Regions from separate parts of the Oryctolagus cuniculus genome. Here region 2 is linked to region 1. A link is a contact called in public Hi-C data. All regions are on one chromosome and are shown on one strand. Each heading gives the region's core, a stretch centred on a gene start, on an enhancer-like site or on the middle of the called end of the contact. The rest is flanking DNA. Distances are from core to core; before and after follow the strand shown. Region 1 has its middle 510 kb from the start of KCNMB2. Region 2 holds the start of LOC127482901 (a long non-coding RNA gene).

Region 1 (4,738 bases), core at 1,335-3,834:
TTGCTCCTTTTCTTCCTCATGAGCTATGTTCAGCTATTGATTTCTAATTTATTTTCGCTGTGGTCAAGGAATATAACCTGTATGTTTTCAGCCCTTTAAATTTGTAATGACTTGCTTTATGACACAGCATATGTTCTATTTTGGAAAATATTTTGCTTCTACTTTAGTAGAACTTTATTTTATTCTTGCTGGGTGTAGTAATCTATATTTAGACAAGGTTTGTTAATGGTTTTGTTCATATACTTTATATTCTTCAGATTATTTTTTGCCTGAGTATTCTATTTGCTATAAAAAAAGGTGTGTTAAAATCTTCCAATATAGTCGTGAAAAAAAGTCCTTCTCTTGGTCCTTTCAATTATTGTTATATATAGAAGAATGATATATCGTCCTGTTGAGGTTATTAGTATTAAATGTACCTCTTTATACCTAGGCATAGTTTTGTGTCAGACAGTATGTCTAATAGTAATATAGCCACACTATCTACCTTTTGAATAGTACTTACAATGCATGCTCTTCCCATCATTGTACTTTTGACCTTTTTGAGCTGTATTTCAAATGTCTCTCTAATAACAAGACATAGTTGTGTTCTTCCTATCTATTGGACAATATTTACTTATATAATATTTATTACCAGAGAAAGGAATTTAAAAGTGTTCCAGAAGTATTTTGGAAAAAGTATAGCATCTTTGGGCGATACAAGTAGTTTCCCCAAGGGAGCTCTTCAAAGACCTTGGTTGTTTAAAGTCATAAATTCGATTATGTTAGTTAAAAACATTGTCTCTTTATGTAGTAACCATGCCTTATGCATAAACATTGATTGTTTTTGAGTACATGTGTCACTAAAATAAATGGCACTATAATTTTATCTTGACCTTACACCCACATATAAAACATAATAAGGCACTGAATAAATATTTCTGATGAATAAATAATATTTATTGAATATCTAGCTGTTTGTAGAACCATTGCTCAATATTATACAACTCAGCTCAGAAATTATTATTCTATCCTCTTAGGACATTGCAGTTTTCCTTCTTTTTCTGTGAAGAATCAATATTTTCTTCCCTGAAGTTTGTCAATGATGAAGTAATTTCCTATTTGAAAAAAAAAAGATTAAGGAGAAAAGAAACATGTGTGTACACATATTAAATCTTCCACACATTTCCACAATTTTTAGAATAAGAACATAAACAGAGACAGGTACTTAATCTTACACTTAAGATAAGTTAGGATGCCTGGGTCCAATATCAGAGTGTCTGAATCTGACTCCTAGCTCCATCTTCTGATTCCATCTTCCTGCTAATGAATACTTCAGGAAGCAATGATGATGGCTCAAGTAATTGGGTTCCTGCCATTCATGTGGGAGACTCGGATTCAGTTTCCAGCTCCTGGCTTAGATCTGGTCCAGTCCTGGCTGTTTGTGATCTAGTGAATGAAAGCCTTCTCTGTCTCTGTCTGTATGTCTGCCTGTCTTTCTCTCTCGACCTCTCATATAAATAAATAAATTTTAAAAATAACATAATCTTATACAAATTTCTAAGGAACATTATATGTTCTTATTATGAAGTATATAATGATTAAACAACACATGTCTATACAAATATAATTACCTAAACCAACTAGAAAGAAGCAATTTAAATTGCTTTAAATCCTTTACAATTTACAGTACAAAAAAAAACAACAAGGAAATATATTTCTTCCCTTTATCACTCCCAACACTTCTACAGGCCAAAGACAAAGAATCCCTTGCTTCCTTGGCATTATTGAGGCGTGATTATCTACACCTCTGTCTCTAGCTCCTTCCCATGGTGAGAAAAGATTTATTTCATTGGTAATATGATGAGAATTTGAGATCCATTTATGTACATTTTTCTGTGTGACACAATTAAGAAGCTAAACATTGTGATAACTCAATAACAACAGGACAATTAATAGGGTGAAAGAAATCGGTCACTTCTGGAACTGAGAGGAGCAATGCCCAGAGAGTTTATTTCATTTATCAATGGTCACACATAGATAAATTCCTTCTGTATTAGATCAAAGAGTTGTTTGCATCACTCATTGTCATTTTAAAACCAATGGTCCTTGTCTGTATCTTTGTGCTATAAATACAAACTAGAGTGAATGTAGAGAGTCACTTTCTGGGATGCATCCTCTGTCAGTACATCTGAAACTGCCATTAATATTAACAAGAGTCGCCCATCTACATCAAACCGAGAATCAGTTCTTTAGGGATTTTTTTTTTTTTTAAGATTTCTGTGAGAGTTTTGTCTCCAAGAATATTTAAGTTTTTCTCTCTTGTGGAAAACGATTTTTCCCCTGACATTTCAGTGATCACAAGGCAGCTGGTCTCATCTAAAAACAACAACAAAAAGCAAGTGATGGGATGACTGGGGGAAAATGCTAGCCGATGTTTGAGAAGCCTGCAGATTGTGATCATTTTTAAAAGCTTGCAAAACCTAAAGTGATGGACACCAGTGATTTTAAATTTTTTTAAGTGATTGCCATCAAAAGATGGCGCTGTACATGTTTTAATGTGACTACCACTAGACTCAAAGGGTTACTCTAGAGTAAAGATGAAATCTGACATTACTTAGATGAGCTGAAAATACTTATGTGATCCTCTTGTTATAATAAAATCCACCGGTGTTGAAAAAATAGAAATAATCAATGCATGGCTTTAAAAATTCAGTCTCACACATTTAGGGAAAAATTCTACTGCAATACTAAGGCAACTGCTTAGTAGATTCTGAGAAATAGGGGAATAAGAAATGTTATCTTGCTCATTACAAATAGCACTGTATAACCAAAAAGAAGCGAGTTGATTGGAGGAAAAACACTTGGGTGGTCAAAATATCTGAATTAAAATTAATGAACTACATATTTTAGACAGTTCATGATTAACAAATTAGTTAATGATTCTCTATATGGCATGACATCTGTGAGAAAACATCATTGAAATAGAAATATTTTGACAGCAGAATTTAGTGCAATAGCCTCAGGTTGGAGCCACAATTTTGCAAGATAACTAGCATTTGCCTTATCGCAAATGTCTTGAATGTATCACTCTAATTTTGGATTAGAGGCCTCTTTCTCTCTACCAGAAGCAATGAGCAATACCTACCCTACCAAAATAACCTGGTTCTACTCCTATGTCCAAGAATGGCAAAAGCATGCACTATTTTGATACATGGGATGCCCCTGATTTCCTCTCAAATGCAGCCTTGGAAGGTAAGCCATCTTGAAGGCTTTTTTTTAATGTTTAATCTTTTTGACACTTGGCATTTTTCTGGACCCCAAAAGGCACTAATGAGTGTTAGAAATGCCTGTCTAATATTGATCAATGGATTGAAGCTCTTCCCAAGTTCTGTGAAGTACCTGACATTCTTATTATCATTCTTCTATATTTCCAGGTTTCATCATTTTTCCATGATTCAGAATAAGCCTGCCCTAGCTTTTTCAAGGAGTCAAGCTAGAGAATGCAGATTCTGACTGAAATGATTAAAATCTGTAACTGTCTTGTTCTTGTGGAGTACACATTCTACTGGAGAGACCATAAACAGACAAAAAATAGAATGGTTTTATACAGTGATAAATAATCACAGAAATAAGTTAGCTAATTTGATACCAAGTGACTACAGGGAAATATTTTTACATGATGATTTTTTAGAGGATCTGAGATTTCGGCTGACAAAAAGTCAACCTAAGTCAGAAACCACAGCATCTAGGGACAACACCAACTAGTGCAAGACTCCAAGTCAAGAATGAAGTTGAATAATTGGAGGAGCAGAAAAGGATGGTGAGGCTTTTAGGGATAGAAGAATGTGGTGAGTGGATGGCTTGAGGTAGAAAGGTAGATAAGGGGGCCGGTTCTGTGGTGTAGCTGGTAAAGCCGTTGCCTGCAGTTCCAGCATCCCATATGAGCACAGGTTCGAGTCCTGGCTGCTCCACTTCTGATCCAGCTCTCTGCTATGGCCTATGGAAAGCAGTAAAAGATGATCCAAGTCCTTGGGCCCCTGCACCTGTGGGGAAAACCTAGAGGAAGCTCCTGGCTCCCAGCTTCAGATCAGCATAGCTTCTGCCATTTTGGCCAACTAGGGAGTGAACCAGTGAACCAGCAGATAGAAGACTTCTCTCTCTCTCTCTCTCTCTCTCTCTCTCTCTCTCTGCCTCTCCTTCTCTCTGTGTGTAACTCTGAGTTTCAAGTAAAACAAATAAATCTTTTTTTAAAAAAAGGTAGGTAGGAGTCAAATTTAGTACATCTTCATGAACCATAGCTTGAAAGAGAGTATTTTATTCTAGAGACAATGCAATGTGTCAGAAGGCTTTAAGAAAGAAAAATAATACTACCTGATTTGTATTTTTATATGATCGTCCTGGCTTCCATGTGGGAATGAATTACAGATGAGGTATTAGAGCAGATGTGGAATAATAAGATCTTTAAAGATATTGGTTACATGCATTTTGCCATTGATAGACAACGCAGACAAAACCAAAGTTAATAATATTAAGATGTATAAATTTGGATATATTTGTGATAAGCTTTGGAGATATGATCCATAGAACCTGCAGAAGACAAAGGGGAAATCAAAATGATTAATTTATTGAGTTGGAAATTCCCAATTTAGATTATCCTTATCCATATCAGGATTTCACGTGTGATGGTTGACCTGATGTTGCTAGTATTCTATTCAGTCCCTTTTCACATCAAACTCTCCCAGTGATTTCGTTTTTGCTT
Region 2 (4,780 bases), core at 1,932-4,431, 790 kb after region 1:
TGTCACCAAGCAAACAGCTTAAATGAGTGCGCCTACCTGGGGGAGTGAGAGGACCGGAAGAGGTTAGAGCTGTGGGCAGCAGTGAGCTGTGCTGGCTTAGAGGAGGCAGCTGCTTGCTCCACCCGGTTGCTGATGTGGCTTGTGTTGCCCAAAGCTGTTTACTCTTCAGGAAAAATTGGATTTTTACGTGAAATCTCTGGGTTTTTTTAATCCAATTTTTAAAAGACGCCTATTCAGGCCAACCTACATAGACATGGGACCTCAATTTGGCTCTTAAGCCTCCGGATTGCAAGGCCTGCTCCTGTGCTCCTCAAAGTTCCTTCCCAGGTTCAAGAACTGTTTGTTACATTCCGCCATGAGATGTGCATAGCAACTGAGAATAACATTTAGAAACCTCAGTAACCATTTGACAGAATGATTTTCTGAATCTAATTTTCTGAATCTAATAATAAAAAAATTGGCTTGTGTTTTGTATATTTTTTATTTAATTTTTTTTTAAAGAAAAGAAATCAGCATGCAAGCAATTGGAAATCTTGCCCAGAGATAATTCAAAAAAGCAATGCCGTGGCCTTCATCAAGCCAAAGGATCCATGTGCAGACACTGCCTGTCCCACAGCAGGGTCAGGGCTTTGTAGCTGAATGTCTTCACAGGGACCCCCCCGCAAAGGGGTAACCCTGGGTGAATGAAAATGCGCCCGGTATAACCAGCTGACAAACACGTGACAGTAAAGGCCCTGGGGGTCCCCTCCTTTCCCGCAGAGGATTGTGGGAAATGCCAGTGTCACTCTAACAGGACTCCTTCTACGCCCACCAGGTCCGGGTGCCTCCTCCTCCCCCGACCAGGCCAGGAGGACTGACACTGGAGAGGCACAGGGCATGCTCTGGCACTGATGCTTGTCCAACACGCTGCGCTCCTTTGGAGATCCTCAACATGGTTCCTTTCCACAAATTCTCTTCTCTTCCTTCTCATTTCAGGGCTCTCTGCTAGGCCAAAGCGCCAACTTCCTAATCCCAGGGGTTCTGCCCAAGCCAACCCTCTGGCCTTTGTCCTCCCCTGCCTTGGCAGAAACCCCAGGGCGGCGAGCGCGTTGCCAAGTTTCAAAGCTCAGCACCCTGAACTCGGCAGCTGGTACCCTCGCTTAGCAAGGACCCCTGGATCGGGCAGTTGTGTCTGGCAGGACTTGGGCAAGGGCCAGAGGGTCGGTTGGGTTAGGAAACAGAAGTGCTTAGAGATTTAAGAGACTCTTCCTGCGGAGAACCAAAGAGGCAGACTGGTCTCTAATGAGCTCAGAAAACCCCCAAGCGAGAGAGGCGTCCCCTGGCGCAGGTCCTGGGCACCGCCCCTCCTCCCCACTTCGGTCTCCACAGGCGGAACAGGAACAGGAACACGCATGCACCGAATGGCCTGGAAGGCCTGCTTGGCTGCTCGGGCTCCCCAGCTGCCTCGCCTCGGAAAGGGGAAACGGGGAAGGGACAGGCCTGGGGAAGTGATTTTTAGAAGTGCAAGCCTGGTGGGAGAGTTTTCCTTCGGACCATCTGGAAGGAAGCAGTCATAACCGACTACAAATTCTCCTGAACCGATCAAGTGCACATAGGGAAATTGTTACATTGTTGAGACCCGAGTCTGCTTCGCTTCCGGCGGGAGGGGGGGTGTTTCTATCACTGCCTATGGCGCTGGGCCTGAGGTTCCCAGGGTAGGATGGGGCCAGGCAAGAACAGCTCTGCCCTTGTACTTCTCTGGGCAGCCAGCTCAGGGCTGGCTGCCATTTTTTGCCACTTAAGATACTAAGAAAATCTCAAATGAGGTCAGTCAGCCCTGTGTGTGTGTGTGTGTGTGTGTGTGTGTGTGTGTGTGTGTGTGAAGAAAGAAATCGCCTGTTTGGCCAAATAGAGAAGGTACAGCGTTGTCTAAGTTTTACGGCTGTTTTTTTAAACTCAGGTGTGTGTATGAACAGAACAGTAATCGATAGTTAAGTCATTATATAAGCTGTTTCAAGTACCACAGCCAAGAGGAGGGGGGGATCATCTAAAATACATGAAATTATCTTTAAAAACTCGTTCTAGGAAAAGGAAATGCCAGAGTAGCAACATAAAGGAGTCTTAATTAACAACAAATTAATCTACTTCCCTCCCCCCCCCCAAAAAAAAACTGAGCCACTCTGCACAAGGGAGCCGTTGGGGGAGCAGCCTGCACCGTGGATCTGGGATGTGTTTCCTATGGATGTGTGTTTGCCCAGCATGCGGCTTAAAGAAAAACACAGCCACCAAACCACCCAGCTCAGCCCTGGAGGGAGGAAGAGACCAGGAAGACCTAATCAGCCGTGATGGCGATTACATAAGAGACTCGCACAGGCAAACCCCGAGAGGCTCAGAAGAATCAGCTTTGGGCTCCTGGGCCTAGAAGATGCCTTTCTTTTTTTCCTATGCAAAGATCACTGAAAATGCTTCTGGATGTCTCTGGTAGAAACACAGGTCACTTAAGGATGATTTATAAGTGTGCCCCCAAGCCACAGTGAAGGCTGTATCGATATCTAAAGTGCATCTGCATCCAGCGCAGCAGAAGCTGAGGATCTGCTCCTAATTGGTGCCCAGAAGACGCTCCCCGCCGAGCACCGAGCCTTGCTCCGAGCAGCCGCCCCGCCCGAGGCCTCCAGGCTCCCAGTTCAGGGCCCTTTCTTGGGCAGCCAGAGTGCTCCTCTCTTAGAGAATGCCAGGTACTCTGGAAAGTAGCCGTGTAATAATACACAAACCCCTGATGATGTCAGCGTGTTATTGACTTTCCAAGTCTGAATGACTGAGCAGAGGAGCGGGGGTGGGGCGCGATCCATCCGGCAGCGCGGGGACCGGCCAAGCGAAAATGGGCTCGCGGGCGCGGCGGGGGAGGGGCGCCTTGCAGCCGCTCGGCGCTGGGGCTCTGCCGCCGCCGCGTCGGGGTCGCAGCCGCTGGGGCTTGGGGGGTGGCGGGGTGGGGGGTTCGGGCTCCCGCTCCTCCGACGCTTACGTTTGGTCAAAAACTCTTCAGGCAGAAATAACTGATGCCGCCCCCTCCACCCCCCGCCCTCCGGAAGCTTTTACCACGTGGCAGAGCAGGGCTACAAAGCCGGGAGCGGAGGCACGGGGTGGGGGGAGGGGAGGCCGCCTGCGCCCATCCCCCACCCGCGTGCCCAGCCTCCCCCGTGGGTGCGGGGTCCCGGGGCGCTCTCCGTGGCGGACTTCCTTCTCCAGGTGACCGCTTGGATTTTGCGCCTCAGCGGCGGTGGCATTTTATGGGCCACGATCTGCTTGGTTTATGGAGCCGGCAGTGCAGGTGCAGAGTTATAGGCTCCCGTTCTCACCCTGCAAATGGACCACAGAGCCATCTGTCATCTTCAAGGCTAGGTGTGAACCGGGCCGGGTTGTCCTTAAATGGGATTGCAGTTAAAGGCCGGGATCTGGAGGGACGCTCTCCCAACCAGGGCGTGGCCTTGCCTGCGGTGCCGGGGCCTTGCATTCAGGCCCCGAGCACCCCTCCCCCCACCCCGCGCCCTGCTCGGCGTGGGCTCCTCAGGCCGCATCCCTGCACGCCTCGGGCCCGGGTGGGACCCCGGCCCAACCCGCGGTGTCGGGCTGCCCCTCCCCCAGGGCCGGCCTTCTCCTCCCCGCTGAGCTGGGTGGGTGCGCGCCCTGGGTGGTGCCAGCAGCCCAGAGACTTGGAAGCGCCTGGAAGCAGAATCCTGCTCTGTGGGCTTCTTAGCTGCCTAAGTGTGGGCCGGGTGCTCAACGTCTCTGAGGCCCGCATCTGTGAAATGGGGGCAGCAGCCAGGCCCCTCAGTGACCGTCGTGAGGATTCAGTGAAATCCAGATTTCGCAAGGGACTGGCTTGCCCAGAGTCCAGTCCTGGGCGGCCGGTGAGGCCAGAGCCCCTGCGGTGGTTTCTGAAAACGCACCGGCAGCCCGGCGTCCTCAGCCCTTCCCCCTCCACTCCTGGCTTAGTGGCGCCCCACACCCGCAGTTACAGCAGGAGCCGCTTTGTCGGCGCCGAGAGAGAGTGGGCAGGGAGCCTCCGACCTAAGCTGTACCAGTCGCTGCCCTTCCCCAACCTTGTGGCAGGCAGGGAGTCCGCGAGCAAAGACCTGACACAACACAGGTTTTCTTGGGGGGGATTTTGAAACTGGAAGTGAAAAAACACAGTTTCTGCCCAGGGCTAAAACTGCAAGTTGGTGTATTTAGGAACCTTGTGTATGAGCTGTTTCCCAGCGTGTGTGAAGGCAGGGCTGGGGGCAGGGACAGAGCCCAGTGGGGGCTGATGGAATTGGCGGTTGGTGCATGCTGCCTGCCACGGATGACTTGTGACCACCTACACATTCTCCCTACTGCTTAACCTGATTGGTGTTTTGTTACTTGCAACCCCCAAGCAGTCCAAAATGGCTTTTGTTAGTCTTAACTTGCACAGAATCTTAGTGCAAAACTCACTCCCCACCCCCCACAGTAAACCCCACCCCCACCCCCAGGCAAAGCTGTGTCTTTTGTCCTGCACAGGCTATATAGTTGTCAGTGCCCCATCACCAGGTGCTTAATAAATGCTCTTTAAAATGCATGGAGCCAAGTCTGTGTGGACAGGAAGTGCACCGCTGGCTTTTTGAACAAGAGACTGGCGGGTTAATTTAAAGGGGAAGCAATACTCATCGCGGCGGACTTCAAGAAGCCCATCTTATTCCACCCTAGTGGTAATTAGGGTTCATTCGAGTGAAGAGAAAGAAGGAAACTTTATCCCCTCTAAATTGCATTTAATAAAAATCTT

The links. A called contact is a pair of places that touch in the nucleus more often than the background predicts.
Region 2: a contact with region 1 is called in a Hi-C map of an unstated tissue, with 3 times the contacts expected there. The contact joins two enhancer-like sites. A contact is called at or near these places in 2 of 6 Hi-C or Micro-C datasets (psoas muscle and an unstated tissue).

What each region holds. Positions count from the first base shown.
Region 1 is chr4:101,774,272-101,779,009 of mOryCun1.1, forward strand. No RefSeq gene overlaps it. Among named protein-coding and RNA genes, the nearest start is that of KCNMB2, 510 kb to the left of the region's middle. Within about 2 kb of position 2,585, at least 1 of the 8 cell types and tissues checked has an H3K27ac peak or open chromatin away from gene starts, as enhancers often do.
Region 2 is chr4:102,564,145-102,568,924 of mOryCun1.1, forward strand. It overlaps LOC127482901 (a long non-coding RNA gene), which reads right to left and starts at 316. Exons shown (of 3, transcript XR_007908806.2): 1 at 37-316. Within about 2 kb of position 3,182, at least 4 of the 8 cell types and tissues checked have an H3K27ac peak or open chromatin away from gene starts, as enhancers often do.